Linked DNA regions of Pan troglodytes: region 2 is linked to region 1. Evidence: chromatin contacts called from public HiChIP or PLAC-seq data. All regions are on one chromosome and are shown on one strand. Each heading gives the region's core, a stretch centred on a gene start, on an enhancer-like site or on the middle of the called end of the contact. The rest is flanking DNA. Distances are from core to core; before and after follow the strand shown. Region 1 has its middle 17 kb from the start of ISL1. Region 2 has its middle 310 kb from the start of PARP8.

Region 1 (4,968 bases), core at 1,807-4,306:
ACTCTAGAAGAAACTGACTCCTTTCTTGATGTTCCCTATAAAGAAGAATTAAAACAGTCTGTGTAGTGCTTCTAGAATATTTTAGCTTGAATAACCAAAACAATATTGAATGTGAACAACATTCATCATTTATAATCTTGGACTATCACTCAGTTCTATAATGTTAGAGAATCTAGTCTAATACCAGAGACTTAGCTTTGCCCTAGAGAAAACTCTAGGCCACAGCCAAAGGCTGCCACAATACACATTAGGAATGCATATATTTATCCACAAGACTAATTTCATATAATTTATCACTATTACAAAATGAAAACATAAACAAAGCATCACTCAAATTCCAGTAAATAGTTGAATACAAACAACTTCCTATGTGGTAAGTAAGCAGTATAGCGCAACTTTGGTTCTAGATCTCAGTAGCAGAGAAGTTATATCACCTACCTAGCAGCAGTATTTCTGAACTATCAGTTAACTAAGGGATTACTCCTAAAATTCTGAAGTGTGAGAAAAATATTTTCAGGCCTTTTTTTCCCCTTCTATAATGCATTTGTCTTTAAAGTCAATTCTAATCCTACCATTTCACATGCTTATTTTCATTTATTAGACTAACATATTTCCAGGGCCTAGATGGGATCAAAATTACTTCTCAGGTGGTTTTAGCCCTAGCATACTTGCTACAAAGAAATTGCTGGTTGAAATATCTCCAAGCCCTTTTTTCCACATGACAGACAAGGACATTTTCCATTAACATTAATGAGACTTATGAGTCCATCCTGATGGGATAACAGAACTAAAAGGTAAGTTTTTATCGGCAGTAAAGCGTCCTTCACCCAAGTGTTCAACTTCTAGTAAATAGATAGATATTTGCCCATGTATAAACTGTTAACGTGACTAGTGCCTTTGAAGTTGCAAAGATTTTAAGAATACATCATAGTCTTAAAATATGAAATGTGCTTTGATACAAAAACAGAATTCTAAGTAGCGATCTCCAAAATATCTCCATATGTTATGGAGGAAAGTAAATGAATTATTTCAGAATTTACTAAAAACTGTTATTCTTCAGAAACTGCTAATCCATATTTTTCACATGTAATCTTTTTAGATATCAGCCGTTCCATGTTAGTGAAAGTGAACTGCTGTATTTTAAAAACAAAATCACTCATTTTTTTGGTAAATGAAACACTGCTTTTTAGGTTGCCAGCCTATTTTTATTTCAACTATTTCTTTTTGAGAACTGATCTCCTATAACAAAAATTCTTGGACTACTGAAATAAAAATTTAAATAACCATCAGTTATACTTTTAGAGTTTAATATGAGATTTTTACTACTTGGGCCCAAAAGTTTTTCCATACTTAAAATACACTGTTTCAAAGTACATATTCTTTTTACAAATCTCATTCATTTTTTTTGTTTCCTCCTAATCCTTCCAAAAATCAGGGATAAATTTTTTTTTTTGTTAAACCTATTTGTAGAGTAAACCTCCTGTTTATAATTAATAAACCAAATTAATAGTTGTTCTAATAAATAAGAATTGAAAATTTTAAGACAAAACATGTCTTTACCTAGGTGTGGGCAATTTTTTTTTTATGGAGGGAAAGAAAACTTATTTAAAACTAAACAAGAATATGAGTAATTAAAATTAGCAAAAAAATCACAGAATAGAACCTGCACAAGTAACATTTTGCAAATCATATCTTTACTGTGCATTGAACAAGTTTACTGTTTTTTTATTACAGAACTCTGAGAAAATAGTTAATACTTTTTGAAAGAATATTAATTAAAAAGCTATTAGAAAAAAAGTAAAATCTTTCATAGCCTTTAAAAGTTAATTCCCACCATATTTTACTTTATCATATTCAGTGGCCTGTCTAGTATTATCTCTACATACCTGCTAACTTTAACACGTTTCAAACAACACATTGTATTTGTGACAGGTCAAAATAAACAGTAACCTTTACCCATGAGAAAAAGAAAAGTCTGTGCCTGAGTTATTGCTAAGGATTGTTTTCTGGAGAAAGAAATAATGATAATAAATCTCCCTACAGATATTCTTCAATTTCACAAAACTTGTGTTTTGCCGTGTTTTGTTGGTTTTTTTTCTTGGTGACACACAGCTGTGACACAGAAAACAGGCAGGGAAAACACGAAGACGTGGATTTTCGCTGTCACCAAACCTGGGAAATGTGGTGCTTGCATTAACACCACGTTAGGCACATAACCAAATCACTCTCACCTACATCTATAGGTAGTTTTCAGACAGAGGCAGTAGTACCTATTCTATGCCAATCTCTCTCTTTCTATCTGGCGCACGCGCGCACACACACACACACACACACACACACACTTGTAAACTAGAATAGCCAGTTCTAAGATGTAACTAGAAACCCCCTTTTCTTGAAACAAGAAAAAACAAATCCCATGGGAAGGGCCAAAATTATAAACAACTTAATCTCAATTAATTTGGAATTCGAGCCACAAAATCCTTGATTATAAATCTCCAAGCCCAGCTATTGGCTCCTCCAAAAAGGGCTTTACAAAATCTGTCCCAATAGTTTCCTTGGTCCCAAGTGGATAACACTGCCAGTCTCTTTGTGGTGGCAGCCGGTTAGGGAGGACCAAGGCTTCCATGATGTGTCCCGTGAAGTGGTCATGAAAACACTGGAGAGTCACGCCACTTGTTTACACTAGTGGAGAAAGCGCGATCGGCTACGCAGGGACACCTTGTCCAAGATGGTGACACATCCTTCTCGGTACATTCGGGAAAAAAACTCAGCTTATTACTGAACTAAATGTTTTTATTGATTGCCCTTGAGTCAGAGCCCACTGACCCTGCGAACCATAAATGGCTTTGGCGCAAAACTGTCATTTCCAGGCAGCAAGAGGAGATACTGGATTCGTCAAAGACACCTCGCCTAAGCTTTCTTTCACTGTCCCTCCACCCTTCCGCCTCCGGCCTTTGGAAGCAAGAAAGGGGCTGCAGCTGGGTACCTCTCCAGGGGCCTGAGGGCGCACGGACAGAGCCGTGCGCGCTCACACGCGCGATGCCGAAGCGGAACGCCCGGAGCTGCTCAACATGGGGACCATAACAGCCGGGCGCTGGCGCACGCCCGTTCCCAGCGTCTGTGGCTGCAAAGCGGCCAGGTCGCGGAACCAAGAAGACAAATGAATGTTATGCCGCATTCTCCATTAAACAATAAAGCGAGCTATAAAGCCTCAGGTGCTGTTTGTTGTGCCGTCTGCGTCGAGCGGTGGCTCCGGACCCGGGCGAGCCGAGCGGAGTGGGCCGGGGAGCGCCTCTTCGGCTGATTCCAGGGAAAGATAAGGAGCCGCCGAGCCACCAGCTCTGTCTAGACTCGCGACCTCACAAGTCAAGCGCCTTGTTTGGATTAGCCCTCCAGATCTGCCAACCTGATCAACTCCTGAAAGAGAAGGGCCCAGAAATACCCTTATTTTCCTCTCTCGGACCACGTCGATTGTCCTTGCTTTAAAGGATCAAGGGCTGACTTGCCCGCGGGAGTGGCGGGGCTGGTTAGACCAGTGTCCGGGTCCCCCATTCCCAGCACTTCCCACCCCTAACCTGAGTGCAGACAGGCGCTGCGCTGCCCTGCCCGCTGGACTTGGGCAACGCACCTGGGGGTAGAACCAATGGGACAACGCGCAAAATTAAGTAGCTAACTCGGTCAAATCCACAAATAACATCACTTCAAAATGAACACTAACTTTTGATCAATGTAATGGAAAGAGGATCCCAGGCAAGGAATAAGCAGTTCTAAGGCTAAGCAGAATCTTACATGGCTTCGGAAAGGGAGAATCAATGTGTCCTTCCTCCCAACCTGGCAAAAAGCAATCTTACCATACATCTTTCTTCCAAATCCAGGTGGTCTCTTTTGGGGGCTGTGTGTGTGTATACATACACATATAAATGATATAAAGAAAATTACATATAGGTATGTGTATATTATATATGTATGTATATATGCATGTATGCCCACACATACATATATGTAATTTTCTTTTTAGAATCTTTTGCTTCTCAATGCTGAGCGCTCTTGCGGACAGATAATTAAGCAGAAAGATTTGCAAAATAAATTTTTAGAAATTAGAATCAAGGAGTCCTAAGTGCAGTTCCGGGAAGAGACTGGCTTCCTCGAGACAGAGAAACTGGCTTCTTGGAGCCAACAGCTTAAATACCATAAAAATTAAAGGATGTGATAGTAACAATGCTCACAGCAAACGCTCAGCAGCCTTCCCTGCCGCCCCTCCCCCTCCTTCGCTCCCTGTGAACCAACTTCTCTGTCTACACTTCAGAAGTCTCTGGGAGGTGTGGAGAGATCCTCCATCACGGCTTGGGACATTGTAAGCTGTGAAGTTTATGTTTGTGGCGCCTGGGCTCAAACAGCCATTCAGTGGCTTGCTCCATTATCAAGAAAACAACAATCAGAAAAGATCAGTAAACAAAATCGGCTGCCAGAGCCTTGAATTAACTCCTTGCGTTTTAGTTTAAAAATACCAACTCACACTGTACAAGTTACTTTTTATTGTAAATAGTTATTGAGAATTCAAGATGTGGGGCCGTTTTTTTAAGAGAACATTTTTAAAATAAATACACAAAAATTGCTCCCTCCTTTTTTCTTCTTGTGCCCCACCCCAAGAAAAACAATTTGCCCTGTTGCGACGTAAATCTTTAATTGTTGATTAGTGAAAAGGAAGTAAATATTCCTAAAGAAATAGAACTCAGGCATCATTTGGATGATGAATCTCATTTACAAAAGTTGACTAAACTGAACTTTACAAATAAGAAAAGAAGTACTTTCTGCTTAGACAGTTCACTCGTATTAGGAATGAGATTAAAAACCCAAAGTGGCTGGGTGCCATCCAAACTTAACTCTTTAAACTTTTTTTTTTTTTTTTTAGAAAAAAGAAAACGCTAAGTAAAGCCACATGGGATTTTACAACAGTTACATTTCATG
Region 2 (5,241 bases), core at 2,515-5,014, 420 kb after region 1:
GACCAAAGCTATAATTAATTTCAACAGTAGTTTAGATAAGTTAATTTTTGATAAAAGCTAGGGACGTTTGTGAGGTTTTGATTTGTTCGTTTAGAAAACAGCAGGGCACGATGGCTGACTCCTGTAATCCCAGCACTTTGGGAGGCCGAGGTGGGAGGATTGCCTGAGCTCAGAAGTTCAAGAACAGCCTGGCCAACAAGGTGAAACCCTGTCACTAAATCAAACTAAACTAAACTAAAAATACAAAAATTAGCTGGGTGCAGTGGCGGGCGCCTGTAATCCCAGCTACTCAGGAGGGTGAGGCAGGAGAATCACTTGAAACCGGAAGGTGGAGTTTGCAGTGAGCCGAGATCCCACCACTGTGCTCCAGCCTGGGCAAAAGAGCTGAACTCTGTCTAAAAAATAATAATAATTCTCAAACACTTCTAAGTTTAAGGACTGAAAATACAGTGGCAAAGTTGCTGTCTGTTGAAGTATGGGCAGATGGCCAATAAGGTGGTATTTCTACTAGGCAGATGTAATTGGCCATTTCTGAAACGTTGGTTGGGTATCTTTCTGGGAAAGCTCCTCATAGTCTGCCATGCCTAATTCTAGATCTCACAGGCTTGGAAACCTGACTTTTATTTTATTTATTTATTTATTTATTTATTTTGAGATGGAGTTTCACTCTTGTCACCCAGGCTGGAGTGCAATGGTGGGATCTCGGCTCAATGCAACCTCCGCCTTGCGGGTTCAAATGATTCTCCTGCCTCAGTCTCCCAAGTAGCTGGGATTACAGGGGCCTGCCACCACGCCTGGCTAATTTTTTGTATTTTTAGTAGAGATGGGGTTTCACCATGTTGGGCAGGCTGGTCTTGAACTCCTGACCTCAGGTGATCCACCAGCCTCAGTCTCCCAAAGTGTTGGGATTACAGGTGTGAGCCACCACACCTAGCCGGAAACCTGACTTCTTAGCAAACTGTCTCTCAGAGCAAAATCACTTTAACCATAGTGATTAAGACCAGAATCCATTGATTAAAACGTTTTGTGTGTTTATGGTGTACATATGTATGTATATATGTGTGTGTGTGTATATATATATGTGTATATATATATACACATATATATGTATATATGTGTGTGTATATATATATATATATATATATATACAAAAAAAACTCAGAGACCTAAATACATTCCTATTACTTAGCAGATATAAACAGCAATTTCAATTATAATCAGAAAGTTTCTTGGTGAACATGGAATCAGAATAAAGAAAGTTGAGGTGGAATTCCCTTGGTCCACATCTCTTCTGCCTAGCTGGTGGTTGAATGAAAATACACCATCAATTGTGTCTATTACTCTTTTTGCCAGTCCTTCAATCAGGTTATAATCTAACCCTCTATCAGCTCAGAAGACCAGGTACCTCTTTTTTCTTTCCTCAAATCCATTAGATATTGAATTATAGTTTAAGATTTGGAGGGCAAATATGTGTTGCTTATTTCAAATTCTATTTATTGACTCACTCTGCCCACATCCTAACAAAGACGATATAGAAGACCAACAGGGTTTTCTATTAATTGTCCTTTCATTCACAAGAAAGAGACATTGCTCTGACCAGCATGCTCTGACTGTCAGGGAACTTATTATCATCTTAAATAAGATCAAATTATGTTCAATAATGAAGACAAGAGTAGGAAGAAGCCACCTTGAATCCAGTGGAACTGCTGTGCTCTGAAGTAATGGTAAGGGCACAGGACTTGTCTGTTGTTTACCCATGAATGCTGTCCTTAGAATCTTAGACAGCATCACCACCTCACCTTAATGTGTCCTTAGAGACAGCTGAAAGCTTGGTGTAACGACACACATCTAAGGATACCTTTATAAATGATAAGGCAAATTGGTCCAAACAAAAATTAAGCCTGACCTCAAAATATATCTTTTAACTAGTTATTTTTATAAAATTCAAATGCCATAGAATGTGCTGTCTGCTTACATAGACAAAGCTCTTGATGCATTTTGAGATGCCAGTTGTTTGATGGGTGAATTGTAATGAAGCTTCCTTTAAGATTATCTGCAGAAGCAGACAAGTGATCATTGGATTTAGTTTGCCATCCTATGGCCTAGGCTCCTGTTGTCATGAAAACCTGAAATTGATTGCCAAACACTTGCACAGTAATTTTGAGATTCTTATAATTTAAAGCTCAATCATTTCTTGACTGAAGGATACTTATTGAGGAAGCTTCCATCATCAACCTCCGTTTAAAAAATTTCTTACTGTGTGGATTTTAATCAGGGCAATAAAAGGATCATCCACAAGCTCCACATCACTCAGCCATATTAAATTATGATGTAATCTAGTAAAAAAATCAATAAGTGAGACCCAGTAAGGAACCTGAGACTGTTCAAGACTAGAATGCAGGTAGGCACCATATGGCCAGAACTGAAGTGACTACGTATTATCTTCAACCAGGGATATTGGATTTACGGAGTTTCTTTGGGCTGGGCAAAAATGATCTTGTAATGCATTGAGTTATAGGCTAGCAGACATTAGGCACCACACTATCCCTTCAAGGTACGGTCTTTTTAACAAGTCCTACGAAGGGCTGTTTGAGTTAATTCAGAGCCCGCAGAAGGGCTCACAACAACCTCCTTGTTTTGTCCTAACGTGAGCTGACCCTTCTTGCATCAGGTGGCTCCTCTGACTGTCCTGTCCTTTGGGTACTGGGCAATTAATCCACAAACGCAAAATCCTGAACCCTGGGCTAAGAAAATACGAACTGATTTGGTAAACAAATGATATGTAAAATCTATACGCACAGAGTGGCAAGTGACAAAGGAAATTGCAAATGCCCCTAAATGCTCTTTCCCATCGATTGGCAGGGAGAATCTAACACATACACAGAGGAGATGGAGCATAAAATTGGGCGGACTGACTCAGAGGTTTGTTTTGATTTTTAAATCATTTATTAAAACTAAAAATGAGTGTGCTTACGCGTGGAGAGGGGGAACAAGGCTTCTCTAATCAGCAAAGGGGCTGTCGGCAGGCGATGTACAAATGAAAGCGCGCTTTCTAAATTTCCAAAGCACTAAAGGGAGAGAAATGCGCAGTTACTGTGGGATTCGCCCAGAGGAGCAGCCTCAGGAGTTGAAGGGGATCCTGTCCCTCCCAGAGGAAAGCTCACGATTGGATTGGAACTTCTAGCGACTGCCTGAGGTGAGCTTCAGGTGGGGACCGGCCCCGCCAAGTCCGAGGCAGTTATCCACAAGAAAACACGCGCGTGCCCCCGCTGCTCCTGCGTGGTGGTCGTCCGGGGACAGGCGCCCTGCAGGGCATCTAGAGGGCCCCAAATGACTCAGCCGCGCCCGCGGCGCAACAGGCTGCACAATAAATTAAAACAATAGTGAGAATAAGCAAATGGTCTGGAGGGCGGGCGGAACCGAAGCTCGCTCTTCGGAGCTGGAGTGCCGCGGGGAGGGGGGTGTCAGCGTCCCATGGATGAGACCTTCCCCTCCCCCTTCCGCTCCCCGGCGCCCCCCCGACCAGACGTCTCTTCCGTAGGCGCGTCCTCCGGGTCATGGGGAAACAGAGGCAGAGACTTGGGAAGGAGAAATGGAGAAACCAGGGCAACGCGGTCAGCGCTGCAGCGCCATCCCTTTTTCACTAAGACCACCCTGGGCCCCTGGGCGGGAAGCCCTTCGCACACTCCAGCCCGGGAGAGTCCAGGCTGGGTTCCGCAGCGCCTGTGGCTGTGTGGCCGGGAGGCTCCTTGCTCTCGCCCGCGTGGTCCTGAGATCTGTCGCTCGTTCCCACAGGCCCCGGGATTGGCTGCACCACGCAGCTGTTGTCCAGTTCCGGAGCTGCCGCGTTCAATCCGATTCCCTCTGATGCTTTCACTGATATTAAAATTTCACTTTTCGAACTGGCCTTTATTTATTTTTTTACGCAGTCGTTTTTGGGAGGCAACAACTCGGACATCCTGTATCCGTAATCAGATAATCTCACTCCTGCTTTTGTATTCCTGCAGCTTTAAACTCTGCAAATATTTGTGTCCTTCACAAAAAAAGGCGTTCCTCAGTCTACCTCCAACCTCGCCGGGCAACTTATCTTTCCCAAGTTCACAGCCTGACTCCGGGTCTCTTGGTCTCTTGTGATCTTGCAGCAATTCAGCAGAAAAGACTCGGTTTGGGTTTTGGTTTGTGGTGGCTAGTAATGGGGGTTTTACCCCCCTGATGTTTGGGGGATTTGTGCTTGTTTTATGATTACTATTTTTCTTGTTTCCTGCAGTCAAGGAAAACTGTCTGTGTTACAAGCAAACTTACTGTCCCCAGCCTCAGGGACGTGAGTTCCAGTCCTGGACACTTTACTTTCTCTCTCTCCGGTCTTCCCTGGCCCACGGTCAGTTTCTTAACTCTCCTTGTCCTTGATCTTTTCCCGAAATGCCTGGACCCTCGCCTTAGCCCCTCCTCCGATTTGCCCCTTTCTTTAATTTGTCTTGTGTGTTAGCGCTGGGTCAGCGCGCCCTTTGTGCTGAGGTCCTGGGCCGGTGTGTGTGTGTGCGTGCGTGCGTGTGTGTTGTAGTGTGTGTTTCTTTTGTTATTTTCTCCCCTAACACCGCAGAAATGAAACACACATGCAGCTCTGTCGCCTCATATTTTCAGATGTTTTTCACACTATTGTCTGCTCCAGCCCGTTGAAAGTGCAAAGTGAAAACAGATGCATCCAAAAAAAATTTTTTGAAAGGGACAATCCTAGGATGGAGACTAACCCCTCGAATACAGATAAGCAATAAATATTATATCAGATTTATAACGTGCATCGAGCAGTCTTGATTAGCACCAAGGTGAGCTTTGGTGAGATTTTTATCATTTCCATGTGTCTGGACTACAAGAAGAAATCACTGGGGGGAAGAGCTCTATAAATCAGCGTCCATGTCAAGACAAATCAAAATAATGCCTCTATTATTTCAATCAATAAACGATTTTTATTCCCAACATCTGATACACACAGTGTGTGTCCGTCTGTTTGTATTTGGAATTGGCAGCCTTGCCTTATACCAAAACAAACCTTTCAAGACGTGTCAATGAAATTAAAATTTTTTAAAGGAGAATTCAATGTGACCCTCCTTCCCTTTCGAGCTACTCCATTCTCCCCTTTTTAAGCCGCACACCCCAAGTCAGTAGGAGAGCTTTGCAACTCTGCAAAGGATGAAATTGCTTTGAGAATTTCAGAGAAAAGGGGTGGCGGGTGCTGTTAGGGAA

The links. HiChIP or PLAC-seq counts read pairs in DNA pulled down with a chosen protein or histone mark.
Region 2: a contact with region 1 is called in an H3K4me3 HiChIP or PLAC-seq map of stem cell-derived excitatory neurons, with 5 times the contacts expected there. The contact joins two enhancer-like sites. A contact is called at or near these places in 2 of 7 Hi-C or Micro-C datasets (induced pluripotent stem cells and stem cell-derived neural progenitor cells) and 1 of 1 datasets of contacts at active chromatin or transcription factors (stem cell-derived excitatory neurons).

Annotation. Positions count from the first base shown.
Region 1 is chr4:63,262,130-63,267,097 of NHGRI_mPanTro3-v2.0_pri, forward strand. No RefSeq gene overlaps it. Among named protein-coding and RNA genes, the nearest start is that of ISL1, 17 kb to the right of the region's middle. Within about 2 kb of position 3,057, at least 1 of the 24 cell types and tissues checked has an H3K27ac peak or open chromatin away from gene starts, as enhancers often do. A contact at or near this core is called in stem cell-derived excitatory neurons, where this site is marked.
Region 2 is chr4:63,680,872-63,686,112 of NHGRI_mPanTro3-v2.0_pri, forward strand. No RefSeq gene overlaps it. Among named protein-coding and RNA genes, the nearest start is that of PARP8, 310 kb to the right of the region's middle. Within about 2 kb of position 3,765, at least 3 of the 24 cell types and tissues checked have an H3K27ac peak or open chromatin away from gene starts, as enhancers often do. A contact at or near this core is called in stem cell-derived excitatory neurons, where this site is marked.